Regions from separate parts of the Mus musculus genome. Here region 1 is linked to region 2. A link is a contact called in public HiChIP or PLAC-seq data. All regions are on one chromosome and are shown on one strand. Each heading gives the region's core, a stretch centred on a gene start, on an enhancer-like site or on the middle of the called end of the contact. The rest is flanking DNA. Distances are from core to core; before and after follow the strand shown.

What was found. HiChIP or PLAC-seq counts read pairs in DNA pulled down with a chosen protein or histone mark.
Region 1: an H3K4me3 HiChIP or PLAC-seq map of bone marrow-derived macrophages shows a contact between it and region 2, with 5 times the contacts expected there. The contact joins two enhancer-like sites. A contact is called at or near these places in 3 of 484 Hi-C or Micro-C datasets (cerebellum, embryonic fibroblasts and embryonic stem cells) and 3 of 115 datasets of contacts at active chromatin or transcription factors (astrocytes, bone marrow-derived macrophages and embryonic stem cells).

The regions. Positions count from the first base shown.
Region 1 is chr5:91,299,320-91,306,247 of GRCm38.p6, forward strand. No RefSeq gene overlaps it. Among named protein-coding and RNA genes, the nearest start is that of Gm19619, 20 kb to the left of the region's middle. Within about 2 kb of position 2,957, at least 25 of the 459 cell types and tissues checked have an H3K27ac peak or open chromatin away from gene starts, as enhancers often do. A contact at or near this core is called in bone marrow-derived macrophages, where this site is marked.
Region 2 is chr5:90,601,554-90,608,231 of GRCm38.p6, forward strand. Rassf6 (Ras association (RalGDS/AF-6) domain family member 6) reads right to left here. Exons shown (of 11, transcript NM_028478.3): 7 at 5,223-5,324; 8 at 4,862-4,913; 9 at 2,693-2,811; 10 at 2,490-2,587; 11 at 1,523-2,395. The coding sequence ends at 2,320. Among named protein-coding and RNA genes, the nearest start is that of Gm42109, 20 kb to the left of the region's middle. Within about 2 kb of position 2,223, at least 32 of the 459 cell types and tissues checked have an H3K27ac peak or open chromatin away from gene starts, as enhancers often do. A contact at or near this core is called in bone marrow-derived macrophages, where this site is marked.

The DNA of each region.
Region 1 (6,928 bases), core at 1,707-4,206, 700 kb after region 2:
CTCAGAGAATGGACAGAGCAACAGAATGACACCAGTGACTTTGCACAACTGTTATGATCTCTGGATCTCAGCACATCGCTTCTGACGAATGACTATTCGAGTCACTGTATGTCCCTACATAATCACCACAACCACTTCACACTGCCGGTGTCCTCCCCCAAAAGACATGTGTCTTTTACACAAAAGTGGCTGAGACCCAACTTCCAGCCAAACATGATAGCATTTGTACTTGCTACAGTATAAGACAAATAAGATATATCTGTGATAAAACAGAACTCCTAGAAGCAAGGGCATAGTGGACAACATCGGTCAGGGTAAGATTCCTCCTTCTCATGACCCACTGAGATGAGGAAGGCCATCAGTTTTCACATTTTTGTACTCAGGGGACACAGCCCTTCACACATCCTATGAACTACCGGTTGTCCCATCAAGAATGCCCACGGAGCCACTTTGGGATCTAGACTTCAGGTGACTCACTCTTTCATGTAGGTCTCCTGTAAAGAAGATAAACTAACCTACAGAAAACACACTGGATTTCTACTCACTCCACCCAATAGTAACTTTTAGAAATTCTAGCCCAACCTAAAATTCTCGTGATGAATGGCTTTGCCAGGTATGGTGTTGGCTCTGACAAAACCTGAGTAAGAGCCTGCGCAACGGCCACTCCCCACCAAAGGAATCAACATGCAGAAAATGCGAAAGGATGATCACTCTGTTGCTTACATGACACAACTTCCCTCTAGACAAATATTAGTCAATCTGGAAAGTTTTCAAAAGAATCCCCACCTTCACTCAGGGCTACCAGTTTGATAGCAATCACCCATATCGAAAAATAAAATAAAATAAAATAAAATAAAATAAAATAAAATAAAAATAAAAATAAATTTAAAAAACCAACCAACCAACCAAACAAACAAACAAAGAAAACAAAAGAACAGTGGCCAGATTCTACATATTTGCCTGGTCTCTCAAGTTAGTTAACATAACTATTTACTAAGGGTTCTGCAAAAAATAGCAAGAAGGTATGATGTTCATAACTATTGCTCTATGTAGAGTCCAAATAAAAATAAACAAAACCATCTTCTTAAAAATCTAAGTGCTGATAAAAATAAATGTAAGTCACTTTCAATAAAGTGAAGAATGAGTACTTAAGTGATTTTAAAATGAATTAATATAAAAACGCACATATAAGTTATATTAAATAAAAGGATATATGTAATGTTGCTAAATGATGTAACCTATCAATAACGAAAATATTGGGGAGTTGTAGACAAACAATTAAATTCTATATTGTAGATAATTTTTTGTTGATATATATGATTGAAAATGTCTTAAAAGAAAGAAAATATTCTAGGCAGATGCAGAGAAAAATACCTGTGATAAGAAAACATTTGTTTCTTAGGTAGTCATGGTTAATGCAAAAAAATCAAGTGTAATATGAGAAAACTTAATGAAATATAGAAGTTGATCATGGAAAATAACTGCTGTAAATGACTATTAACCAGTCAATTTTCTCAAAATGCAAAGATGCATTACTACAAAGTTCATGGTTATTCTACATACACTGAACCTTGTATTCTTGGTATGTACAGTCTAGAAAGGATTTGGCCAAGCTAACAGGCAGTAACATAACCACAGTGAGCAATGCAAGGCATGCTCAGAGCATATAGGATGCTCACCTTGCTACTCCAGGTATACTAGTGAAGGAGACTCCTAATGATTATATATACCACCTTGGCGAAGAGCTAGCAATTGAAGCAAACAAACAAAGCAGATATTCAGTGGCTGACTGGGAGGCACACACTTAAAATAAGATACTAAGGATACTGAGATGTTAAAGGAGAGATATTTCCTTATAAGGTATAAAGAAGAGCATATAGATAAGAAAGAGCATAGCTCTGCATCATAAGTAGTATTTTTATACAAGTTTCTTTTCAAAAAATTGTATTGCATTTTCTGTGTGTATGTGTGTGTGTGTGTGTGTGTGTGTGTGTATGTGTATGTGTATTCATATTCATCATGTGTCCTGAGGCTCATGTGAAAATCAAGATGCTTGTAGGCATCAGCACTCGCCTTCCACCACTTTGGTCTCAGGGACTGAACTCGGGTTGTCCGGTCAGGCTGGGTGGCACGCAGCCTGACCACTGAGCCATCTCACCAGCCCACATGAGCTTCTCTTAAAGGAAAAGGGCGCAATAGTGATTATGTCAGCCCTCTGTTTGCAGAAGATCTCTTACTTTAAAGCAAACATAAACCAAATGCCAAGTGTGTCCTGTAGTTAGGAAGAGACCAGGCAGTTTGCAGGTCAGAGCATACAGAATCCCTCATTCCACGGGGCCCTGGGAAACCGTGGCCACAGGGATGTGTGTAAGGGGGAGGTGTAGTGGCAGCGTGAAAGGGATTATGTCTTGTATCTCACATCACAAACTAAGCGAATGTGACCCGGTGACACTACAGAACTCCTGCCTCAGATCTGGCTGACCGAAGGGAAAAGCCAGCTTCAAAGAGCAGCAGAGATCTGTTTTCTTGGTCCTTTGCAGAGGATGATAGATGAATGACTATGATCCTTTAATCCATGTCCTGTATAGCAAAGGTCTAACCCAAACCTCTAAATCTAAAGGCGCACTTGCTCCCTTCTTTCTGCCCAGTTTCATTGGACTAGGCTATGCTTGCTTTTTTCCCTGTTCAGCTAAGTGAAGCCCTTACTCCACTTCCAGGCTGTTGTGGAGCCTTTCTCCCAAGCAGTTCTGTCCCTTGCTACATGCGCTAACCTAACACACCTCAGTGTGACTGGCGCGTGCGCGTGCGCGTGCGCGTGCGCGTGCGCGTGCGCGTGTGTGTGTGTGTGTGTGTGTGTGTGTGTGTGTGTGTGCCTGCCTTGCTATCTCTCTAATTCCACTGTGCACCCACAGAGCCCGCCGCAAAACAATAGTGCTCAGTAAGCATTAGTGGACTGAGAGGCTAGGGAAGGAAAAGGGGAAGTGAGAAGGGCAGGGTGGAGAGAAGGAAATAGGGAGGGAAGAATGGGAAAGGGAAACAAGGAAACTAGAAATGTCCCCCTGAAACCACAGTCAGTGCAACTTCCTTCCACCCGGAGGGGGGTGAATGGGACAATGAATGGTGCCTACCAGCTAACTCTATATCAAAAATAAAGAAGATATTAGCAAATCTATTCCCTTACATCCTTGAGGTTTTTCAAAAAAAATTTTATAAACATTTTTTTAAATTTTTTGCAAACAAATCACCTTTTATTGGAGGGAATTAGAAATTGAAATGCATGCAGAACAAAGGTAGCAAGCAGCCTGGGCAATGGCCATGCCCCACTGCCATTGTTGCCATCCCCATGGAGGCCTGGGTGGGGGTGGGGATGGGGGATGGGGGATGGGGATGGGAGTCGGGTAGGAGGCAATGCAGATCTATGCAAGGCAGAGTGGGAAATAAAGTAACAGGCAGGAAGCTATTCTTTCTCTTTGACTTCTAAGGGATAAATGCAGTTTGATAACTCATTAAAAAACACACAGCTCCCAGACTTTCAATTGAGTACTGGAAAACACATTCTGACACTCAAACCGTATTTCACATGGGTCACGTGCTACAACTGACTTTAGCTGTAATGTTGGAAAATCTGCAGCTATATTGAGTAAATTCCTGGGTTCACTTCTAGAAAAGCATTCAGTCATCAGTCCTGAGGACTGTGCCTCCCGTCATCAAATCCTCGCCCACAGCCAGAGTACCTGACATAGCCCAAGAGACGAGCTGATGCTTCCTGAATGAATGTCTGCACATTGCTGCCTTTCCATTAACAGAAGATGAAGCAATATAGATAAGTAGCCCTGCTCTCCTGACGGGTGAGATGCACCCGCTGACTCATGAGCATCCGTGACTCCTTGGTGGACACCAGATGCTGAGCTGTTCTCGGCAACGTTGTTTATTATGCTTTCATATTAGGAAGTTAAAACAGCAAAAGAATATTAATATAATAAGCCTTGGACATGAGAGTTAAGCCCACGCACAATTTAGTGCTTGTTAACAGCCTGTGACGAAGGCAGAAATCATCAAAAAAGGCAAGTCATTAGGTTGAGAGTGTAATTGTCAACAGAAATACTATCTCCTCATCTGCTGGGCATTAGTCAGCGGAGGGACCTCAGCAGTAACATTCATCTTCAGAGGTCATGCTAATGTTCTGGGGGAGGGCAGATCTCCAACTCAACCTCTCCTCCCCTCTGCTCCCCACACAACCTAACATCATTTTTACTAAAGAAATAACAGGCTTTGGGGAATTATACCCTGCCCTGCGGCCTATAAATGCCCAGCTACAACTTCTTGATTCTTTCCTTTCTCTCCTCCCCGGTCCCTGAGGAAGGTGAGTCTCTCTATCCCTGAGCCACATTTGGATGACACCCCCCCTCCCGCCCCCAGTTGTCTTCCTGTTCACACCCAGGCCTTCTGGTTCAAACAGGTTCACCTCCCAGCAATGCCCGGGCACTTGCCATCCTTACAGCTCCCTGGCCCCGCCCTCTTCCATGGTTCTTCCCTTTCTCAGACTTTCCAGAAGAGAAGTTAACTCTCTCCCCGCCCTCTTAGATCACCCCTCAGGTAGTGAGTGGCCCTCTGCCCTTGAACTTACCCATTCACTAAATGCTACAATGACTGACACTGTTGAAAGCTTGCAAGCCTGTTGGCCACTGAACTAGTCACTCCAGATCTCATTCTGGGTGTGACTCCGCTCAGCTACAGACCCTGCTTTCTCTCTGCATAGCCCCATTGGGCAGAGGTCCAACTCAACTCAACGTCGCTCTCTCACTCTGCTCGGAGACAATGACTGTTCTCATGTGTGTGTGTGTGTGTTTGTGTGTGTGTGTGTGTGTGTGTGTGTGTGTGTGTGTGTGTGTGTGTGTTTTAAATCTGTTTATGTCTGGAAAAACCCATGAGGAAATGTGATACTCAATAAAGATAATGATAAAGATATTTTAAAATGAGAGTTTGAAGAGAGGTACCCCATGGGTAGATAAAGTTTTTCCCAAAGTCATAGGTTACTAAAGGAGTTTACCAGTGTCTGGGTCCTTGTGAGTTGTTAGCCAGGGAGGCCATTGAGTTACACAAACAATACAATCAATTGCCATTGCTGTTAGATGATCATCAGAAGAGACACTAAGAACCTAATATTGAAGAGGCAAAATGCCTTGCTTGGTCAAGGGATATAGAAATATCAACCTCTATTTGTCTGGGAGCCTCCTTCTTGCTGGCTAGCTTAGATAGTTCCAGACGGTGCTATACTGGCTGCTGGGGAGAACAAATATCAACAGACTTAACTTTGCTGTGGACCCTGTTTGCAACCATACACATTGGCACAATAATGGGATCCCTGTTATAGTGAAAAGCCATCCACTTTCTTTTTTTTATTATTATGTATTTTCCTCAATTACATTTCCAATGCTATCCCAAAAGTCCCCCATACCCTCCCCGCCATCCACTTTGTAATTGGATTTGATTCCTGTTCCTCTAGAGGGAATGCACACATAGAACTATAAACCTAATTAAATGCTGATGAGGACACAGACACTACAGGGGAAGCTACAGCCTTACCTTTTGCTAGACGGACATGACATGTCTGTTAATCTGCCCTCTAAATAACTGTGCAGGCTCACAGGTGAGTACTGCTGTCAGCTTTTGTCAGAGAAACTTCTCTTTGTCGTGCTCAGTGATGATTGCAAAGATCCGTAAGTGGCCAAAGTACTGGGAATAAATGATTATTGGATGTCTAGACAAAAAAGGAGCAACTGTACAACCCCCAACAAGGCTCAGAGAATATTACAGAATGAGCTGAACGAATGAAAGAGCAGAGGGGTTTATGGAATTCTGACTTCTGCTCAGGACGTGACTTTTGCCCTACTTTTTAGAAGATTTATATTATTTTTAATTATGTGTATCAGGGTATATGGGTGTGAGTATGTGAATGCAGGTTCTTACAAAGGCCAGAAGAGTGCTTTGGACACTGGAGCTGGAGTTATAGGTGGATGCAACTCAGCCAACATGGGTGCAAAGAACCGAAGTTGGATTTTCTGTACGCTAGTGGCTGTTTTTTACTGCTGGAAACTGCTGGATCATCTCTCCAGGCCCATCTCAACTGCAATTGCCTGTGTAAGATCGGCCCAAGATGGAGCCTGTTAGCAGTTTGTCTTGGAAGAGGTAAGGGCTGACAGGGCCTCACCTGCTCCTGAGGATTCATCATGGTCAATGGTTGATACAGAGAAAAGAATATTTTCTTCAGTGGTGTAGTCACAGGAAGTTGTCTAGGTTCCTGAAAATCAAGCATCACCCATGCTCTGATAAACCATCCTAATAAAGCATGCAAAGAAGACAGGAAAGATGGGGGGCACCTGCTTGGGAAGAAGGAGGAGCGACAGACACAGTCAGGAATAAGAGAGAGAAGCTGGGACAGACTTGATCAAAATAAATTACATACATGTATAAATACATCATAATGAAACTCATTTTAACGCATCATTAATAGATACTAATGCAAACATTGACAGGGATTGGAAGATGGTTCAGGGGTGAGAGTGCTTGCTGCACGTGCATGAGGACCTATGTTCCCATCCCCAGTAGCCAGCCACGTCAAAACCCAGGCATGGCTATGTTCTGCTATAATCCCAGCACCTAGGGAGAGGAAGGCAGGAAGAGAGATGAAGCTTTGCAGAGAGAAATAGAGAGAATCCCATACCTTACCCTGTCCTCCACACGTGTGCAGGTGTGGGCTCTTGTGTTCCCACATGCACAAACACTCTAACTCCATACACATAGAAAAGCATTTCTAAAAGTCAATTTAGTCTTTTTTCCAATGTAGTTCAATTATTCACCCTTCTGCCTTCCTTTTAGGCATATTAGCTTAGTCCTGAGTCACCACTGTCTTACAGATATACATCAG
Region 2 (6,678 bases), core at 973-3,472:
TATGGTAGCTTTTATTTTCTCTGCCCAAATTCAGTTTGAAATCGGCCCTGGGTGGTGGGGGTTCAGAAGTTTCCTTTGCAGCTTACACAATATCATATGTTGCCAGCAGAGGGCGTACTGTAAAAACATAGCCGTTGGAGGTCTTTGAGGCTTCCATGGCTCCTGGAGACCAGATTTTTCCTTCTTCACCCTTTATCCCGTGTTTTCCCCAGTGCTAGCAGCCTGTGAGGTGCAGAGCTCTGCGGTTCTGTTTACCTGGTCCATTTATCCAGTTTTTGATTCAGGCAGTGGTGGTATAACTAGAACCCAGTGTAGGTCAGATCACTAGCCAGAATCCTCGTGTCTATATTTAGTCCTCATCTCTACGAACACTCAAAACAGGGCTGTGTGAGGCTGGCTTTGCCAGGTACCCATTAGAGCTCTATTTCTATCTTTTCTGTTGCCGTCCTATCATAGTTAAATAATTCTTCATGCTAAACTCACTTTATGTGACTGCACGGTTTCTCTCTAGTGATTTGAACTGATGATGCAGTTGGTCATTGTTGAATATGATACTTGGAATACACTTAGTAGTTATTTGCATTTCTCTCCTATGAGTTTTCATACCATCTTCCCTTTCCTCTGTAAGGCTTGCTGGGCTTTGTACATAATTTGTATGTATACATATATCTCATTTTGAGATAGGGCCTTATTTAAGGCACAGGTTGGCTTGGAGCTTACTAAGCAGTCTGCACTGGCCTGGATTTATAGAAATATTCCTTCCTTCACCTCCTGAGGGTAAGATTTCAAGGATATGCCATCATACCTGGGTAGGTTTTCCAATATATTACGATCTTTTGGTCCATTCTTAGTGAGATGAAACCATTCCTTTCTTGATCAATAGGCAAAACATTAGAAATGTAAGATTTCATTTCAACCAGTGAGGTAGGCTTCCCTGGACACAAAGGCCACACTGTTGCTATCCTGTCAGCCAGATTCCGACTCCGAGTTCTGGCGATGCTGACCATGATTAACTCACTGTTAGAACTGTTCCACAATTTAATGTTGATAATACAACCTCACCGTAGTACAGGTAACCCGACTGAACAATGTCAGACGAAATTCAAATGGAAGTCATTTGGGGATAGAAGAATATTGATTAAACCTCCTTGTTGATATAAGTTTACAAATAAAACCCCATAGTATTTTTGCTTTTCCAGGTGGGATTAGCAGACCTGTGAGACCCTGAAGAGGGTCTTATACAACAGCAAGGATGCTGTGATGTCCTGCCTGGCTCAGCTATAGTAGCATGGCTTTATCTGCAGGAATCTTCTGCAACAGTGACACATTTGCGGTAAGATGCATTTGCGGTAAGTCCTCTCCTAGCAAACACAGTATACTTTATGTTTGTGGTATATATTTGTTTACAAGGGTAAAGAAAGATAATGACTATAATCCCTTTTTAAAGACATTTAAAACAGCTTGGATGTTATCAGTTAGTTGCACAGAAGGGTGTGGGGACAAATGAAGGGCATGAACAATCAGAGTTTAGGTTTTTTTTAATAATATTTGTTTATTTATAACATATATAGCTGTTTTGCCTCCCTCTGTGTCTGTGTGCCCCGTGCTTGCAATGCCCACATAGGTGGGTACCAGATCCTCTAGGACGGGGGTTGCAGATAATTGCCAGTTGCCCTGTAGATGCTGGGAACTGAACTGGGGATTTCTGGAAGCGTAGTCAATGCTCTTAACCACGTAGCCATCACTCCAGCCTCGAGTTTAGGTTTCTTTACAAAAATCCAAAACCACTTTATTTTAAAAGGTCGGGTACTCTGATACTTCAGAGTTTAAAATCATCAGCCCTTGTAGATCTATTCCTAAATCTTATGAAAATGCTCAGATGTTTACACAGCTGTGAAACAGGGTCAGTTCAGATCGCTGATGGCTTGAGAATGTGTTTCTTGTTGACATCAGGAACTGGAAATGTTTACTTCCCGTCATTTATGAGTCATCAAGTATCTCGGCTCTTTTAAGAGCGCAAGATAAAACAAGCTTAAACCAGGTGATAAGAGCAGAGTCCACTTGAGTCTGAGCTCACCCGAGAACTTGCTATCGAGGACATTTGGAATGGGCAGTGTGCAGGCTTCCCTTCAGTTACTGAAATGAAGTCCCATCTTGCCTTAGTCCAACTCTGAACCGCAGCCAACCTCTGCATTTCAAAGAGGAAGCAGGCTGCTCGGCATTCGTTCGTCCAAAGCTTCAGAGCCATGCATATTAGGATGCAGAGCAGACCACACACGGATTCTGCAGTGCTCCCTCTAACTCCGCTGAGCAGGGCTTCTAGACTGTGGTCTCCGTTTTAGCTGCCTGTTTACTCTGTAGACACTTCAGGATAAAGGCCCTTTCGGTATTGAATCTGGAAAGGAGAGCAAGAATATAAAAAACTGGGTACCGGGAGGGCATGAAACCTACGGAAGGACGAAATATCCAGGGGTCCACTCTGGACTCACTTTGCCATAATTCTCTCAATCTCCATTTTCTCTTCTTCATCTAATCTTTGAAGGATGGATTCCAAGAAAGAAAAGTGAAAATTAATGTACGGAGCCACCTGGAAAGGAAAACAGGAGGTTTTAGGTTAAGAAGCACCCTGTCAGTGGGAGACGCGCAAGCGCAAACGCAAACGCAAACATGCAGAGACCACGGGCGCCCATACATCTCTGCTGATTTCTTCTGCATCTTTATCCATGAGGAAGATCCGAGCATTGCTTTTGGATGGTCCTTGTAGTAACCTCTGCAGCAGTGGGACATCGGTCTTCTTTAGCTTTCTCTGCTCTGCAAATGTATAAGGAATGGACCACAGTAAATGTTAATCCTAGACAAAGAAAAGAAGGCAATTTTGTCTTTTGGTCTTCCCTTGACTTGTTTTAGAGGCAATAGAGTCCAAGAACTCCCATCCTGCAAAAAGGAGAGCCATGCCCCATTACCCATGGTGAATACATTCCCAGACCCCAAGGAACATGTGACACTCTAATGGTATATAATGCCATATGTTCATCTATCTGTCCTATACATACATATACATACATATCTATAATCAAGTTTAATTTATAAATTAGTCAGAGTAAGAGGTAAGCATCACTAGTAACAAGATAGAGCAACCACAATATAATTTAATAAAACTGTCAGCGCTATTGCTTTTATACTTCTTTGAGAGCATTTACATCCCCTGCTGAAGTATTACCTGAAGACTAACACTATGGAGCCTCCATGGTGGACCTGCTAACTAAGCCGATACTAAGTGACTAATGGGCAGGTTGGATCTACGTGTGGATAAATCATCCCAGAAGCGGCAGTGAAGAACAGAACAAGCGTTCATCACTAGCTGATGGTACACATTTTAAAGCTTATGAATTGTTATTTCTGGAAACATTCATTCAATATTCTTGGACTATGTTTGACACTGGCTAACAGTAACCTTACATTTTAGATAAGAAAACATTTGTATCCATTGAAATTAAAAAGAAAAACCTTTACATAAACTCCAAATGAACTTCTTCCTCTCAATATAGGGTCTGACTTTACTAGTTCAAATAAGTTGACCTTAATTTCAGTTATTTAGACAAAGCTCTGGTCCTACTGAGGGAGCTACATGGCTTCATTCATTCATTCATTCATTCATTCATTCATTCACATTTGTTCATGCATTGATTCAACAAACACTTATTTCCAAGTTCAGCTACTGTAATTCTATTTGATAGTTGTTCTCAACTCCTTTTGTTCCTATCTCTCATTCAGTTCTTGGGTTTTCCAAGAACTAAAATAAGAATGTAGAATTAGTGAGGTTAGTTTTTTCATTATCTGTGGGTTTCATCTCTTCAGCCATGGAAAGGAGACAAAAGAAAACGGATAGAGTTTCAGAATTTCAAATGTAAAATGTTAGAATAAATGCCCTACCACAAAAGTACCTCTCATACTTCCTCCAAGCGACCTCCCGTGTGGGATTTCACTTTAACAAAAGGGAAGCACAGAGAAAAGCCCCCAGCCCCCCAGCTTCTCTTCTTTTCTCACCTCCTTCCTCGAGATGAGCAAATCTGTTTCTCATCTCTGGATTAGATTTATTCTTGTTTCCATTCCCGTTCACCATGCACTGATTTCTGCCCCCTGCCATGTCTGGGGCAACAGGAAGCCCTCAGGTTCTGTTCCTCTCCTCAGCGCTGCAGAATCCTCTCTCTATCTTAAAGTCTCATGCTCACCTGGCTTCACACCCTCAGCTGCGTCCATAGCTGACATTCCCAAGTGTCTTGCTTCTTGGTGACCTGGAACCATTACTGAAAACACATCCCCCGCTGCCCCCAGCCCTGAGTTCTGTTCGCATTCCTTCCCAAAGGAGAGCTCATAGTCTTATGATGTGTCAGACTCGGTGGCAGGGTCAGAGAGGTGGCATGTTGTGATGACCAACACACGAGGGTAAGGAGGGACAAGAGCTAGGTGCAGAGGTGACTCACAGGGAGTCCAACACCTCCTGGGCAGCTTCCTGAGATTCTGACCTCTACTCAGACAACTCAACGTCTGGCATACAAGCAAAGTCCGTGTATCATAACCTCCTGGAAGGTATTTATCCTAAGTTATCTCTCCCTGGAGTTGGAGAAGATATATGTATGATACTCAAGAACCATCTCTCCAGGTTGGGAGTGTAGCTCAGTGGTAGACTGTGTGTTAGGCTTACACCCAAACTGTAACCAACAACCATGATAACAAACCCTTTCCCGTCTCTCCTCTCTTTTGTGATTCTGTTTCTTTCCTTTGTTGACAGATGCAGGTGGCTCTTCTGCCTTCCTTATGGAGAGAAAACTAACATTCTGCAGTGGTCAATTTTTCTTACCTCCTGTCCCAAAAATAATGTAAAGAGCGAAATCCCGAGGGCTATTCTCAATCTGTCAATAGAAAAAAAAATGGAATAAATGTAATTGTTTCAGATGATGTTATTAGACCCAAAGTATTGGGGGGGGGTGTCCCATTGCCCCTTCACTGTCAGCATGACATCTTCCCAGCTCCTGGGGGGATAATGTGAATTTCTGGGCTACAGCTACCCCAAGGAAATTGGAGGAAGTTCTCGTCCATCAAAGTTGAACAGATGATGTTGGTTCACAGCCCTCAGCTCTTTTCCCAAAAACTGCATTTATGTGTTGCCATTAGCTTTTACTTACGCACATGGTAAAGCTCGGGTTAGTGGTCAGGATTACCTTAAATTTCTGGAGAAGTTGCTTTATTACTTCTTCAGTTCTCATGATACTATTGGCTCTGACCTTAGTCTCTGATCCGAAAGTTGGGGTGAAGATGGATGTCTAAAAGACAATAATAAATCACATGAGACCTCAAGACTCTATCAACTAACTAACATCAGTATCTTGAACCTGAAGTGGTGGTGGTGGGGGATGTAATTCTAAGAAGTGATGATGCAACTCCTTGTGATGTCACAGTGTTCACAAATAAACACAGATTTAATGATTATTATTGTATGAATGATAATGCTAAGCACTATATGAAATGTTCTAAGCTCTTCATAAATATTGACTTAATTCTTATAACAAGTACTAAGAGTGAATTTTAAGTTATAGGATATAAACATCACATGTTTAGGGGCTGAGAGTCAGTGCTGAGAGTACTTGCAGCTCTGGCAGAGAACTCATAAGTATTTGTCAAATGAATGAAGACACAAGTGACTGCTAGACCCTGCGGCATGAAAAAGCTCTGAATTCTGGGAGAAACGATGACATGTTTCTGACCTCCGGCATGTGAAATGTCTTATATGTGTTATAGAAAGATGTGTGTACATTTTACACATCGTAGCAAAAGACAAGTCAGAACAGAAATTTTATCTAAACCGTGGCCACACTTGTATAAACAACTTGTGTGTAAGTTTGAGACCTAAAGGGCAGATTGCAGAATGTGATGTACATCTGGGTGAAACCAGCAGCTTCAGAATGCCTTTATACCGTCTCTGTGGGGGCCTTTATGTGACTCTGATTGTTTGTTGGAGTGCTGGCTTTCCTCTTTACGCTTTGTACCCACACCTCAGGAAGCTTATCTATGCATTCAGCACCCAGCACCTGATGGAACTCATCTGTCACACTGGTTAATAACTTGAGTTCTGGCGTGACACAAATATGGCGGGGTCAAGTTCAGAAATACTATTAACAGCAGTGTGACCCAAAAGAAATTGCTTGATGCCTATGAACTTTGATTATATATAAAGAAGAAAATGATATCCACCCTCATGGAAGAGGTTTTATGATTAATGAGATGGTTTATTAAAAATATGTTCAAAGTTAGGTTTGGTAGCACATGTCTGTAATCTTAGCGCTAGAGACCAGCCTGAGCTCTGTAACAATGCCTGGCAAGTATGTGCTTCTTCATTCATTTATTTATTTTTAATTTAAAAAATTTCACACAATATATTTCGATCATGGTTTTTCCATCCCATTCCTCCCAGATCCTCCTCGCGTCCCTAGCCACTGAGCTTCGTGTTCTCTCTTCCTTTTCTCTCAAATAACAAAGAAAAACAAACAAACAAAACCCAAAACAAAACCCAAAACAAACAACTCAAGACCAAAAAAAAAAAAAAAAATCAACAAGACTAAAAAATGTCCAAACAAATCAAAACGAGACGAAAAGCACCCTTCCCTGAAATGCGGGACT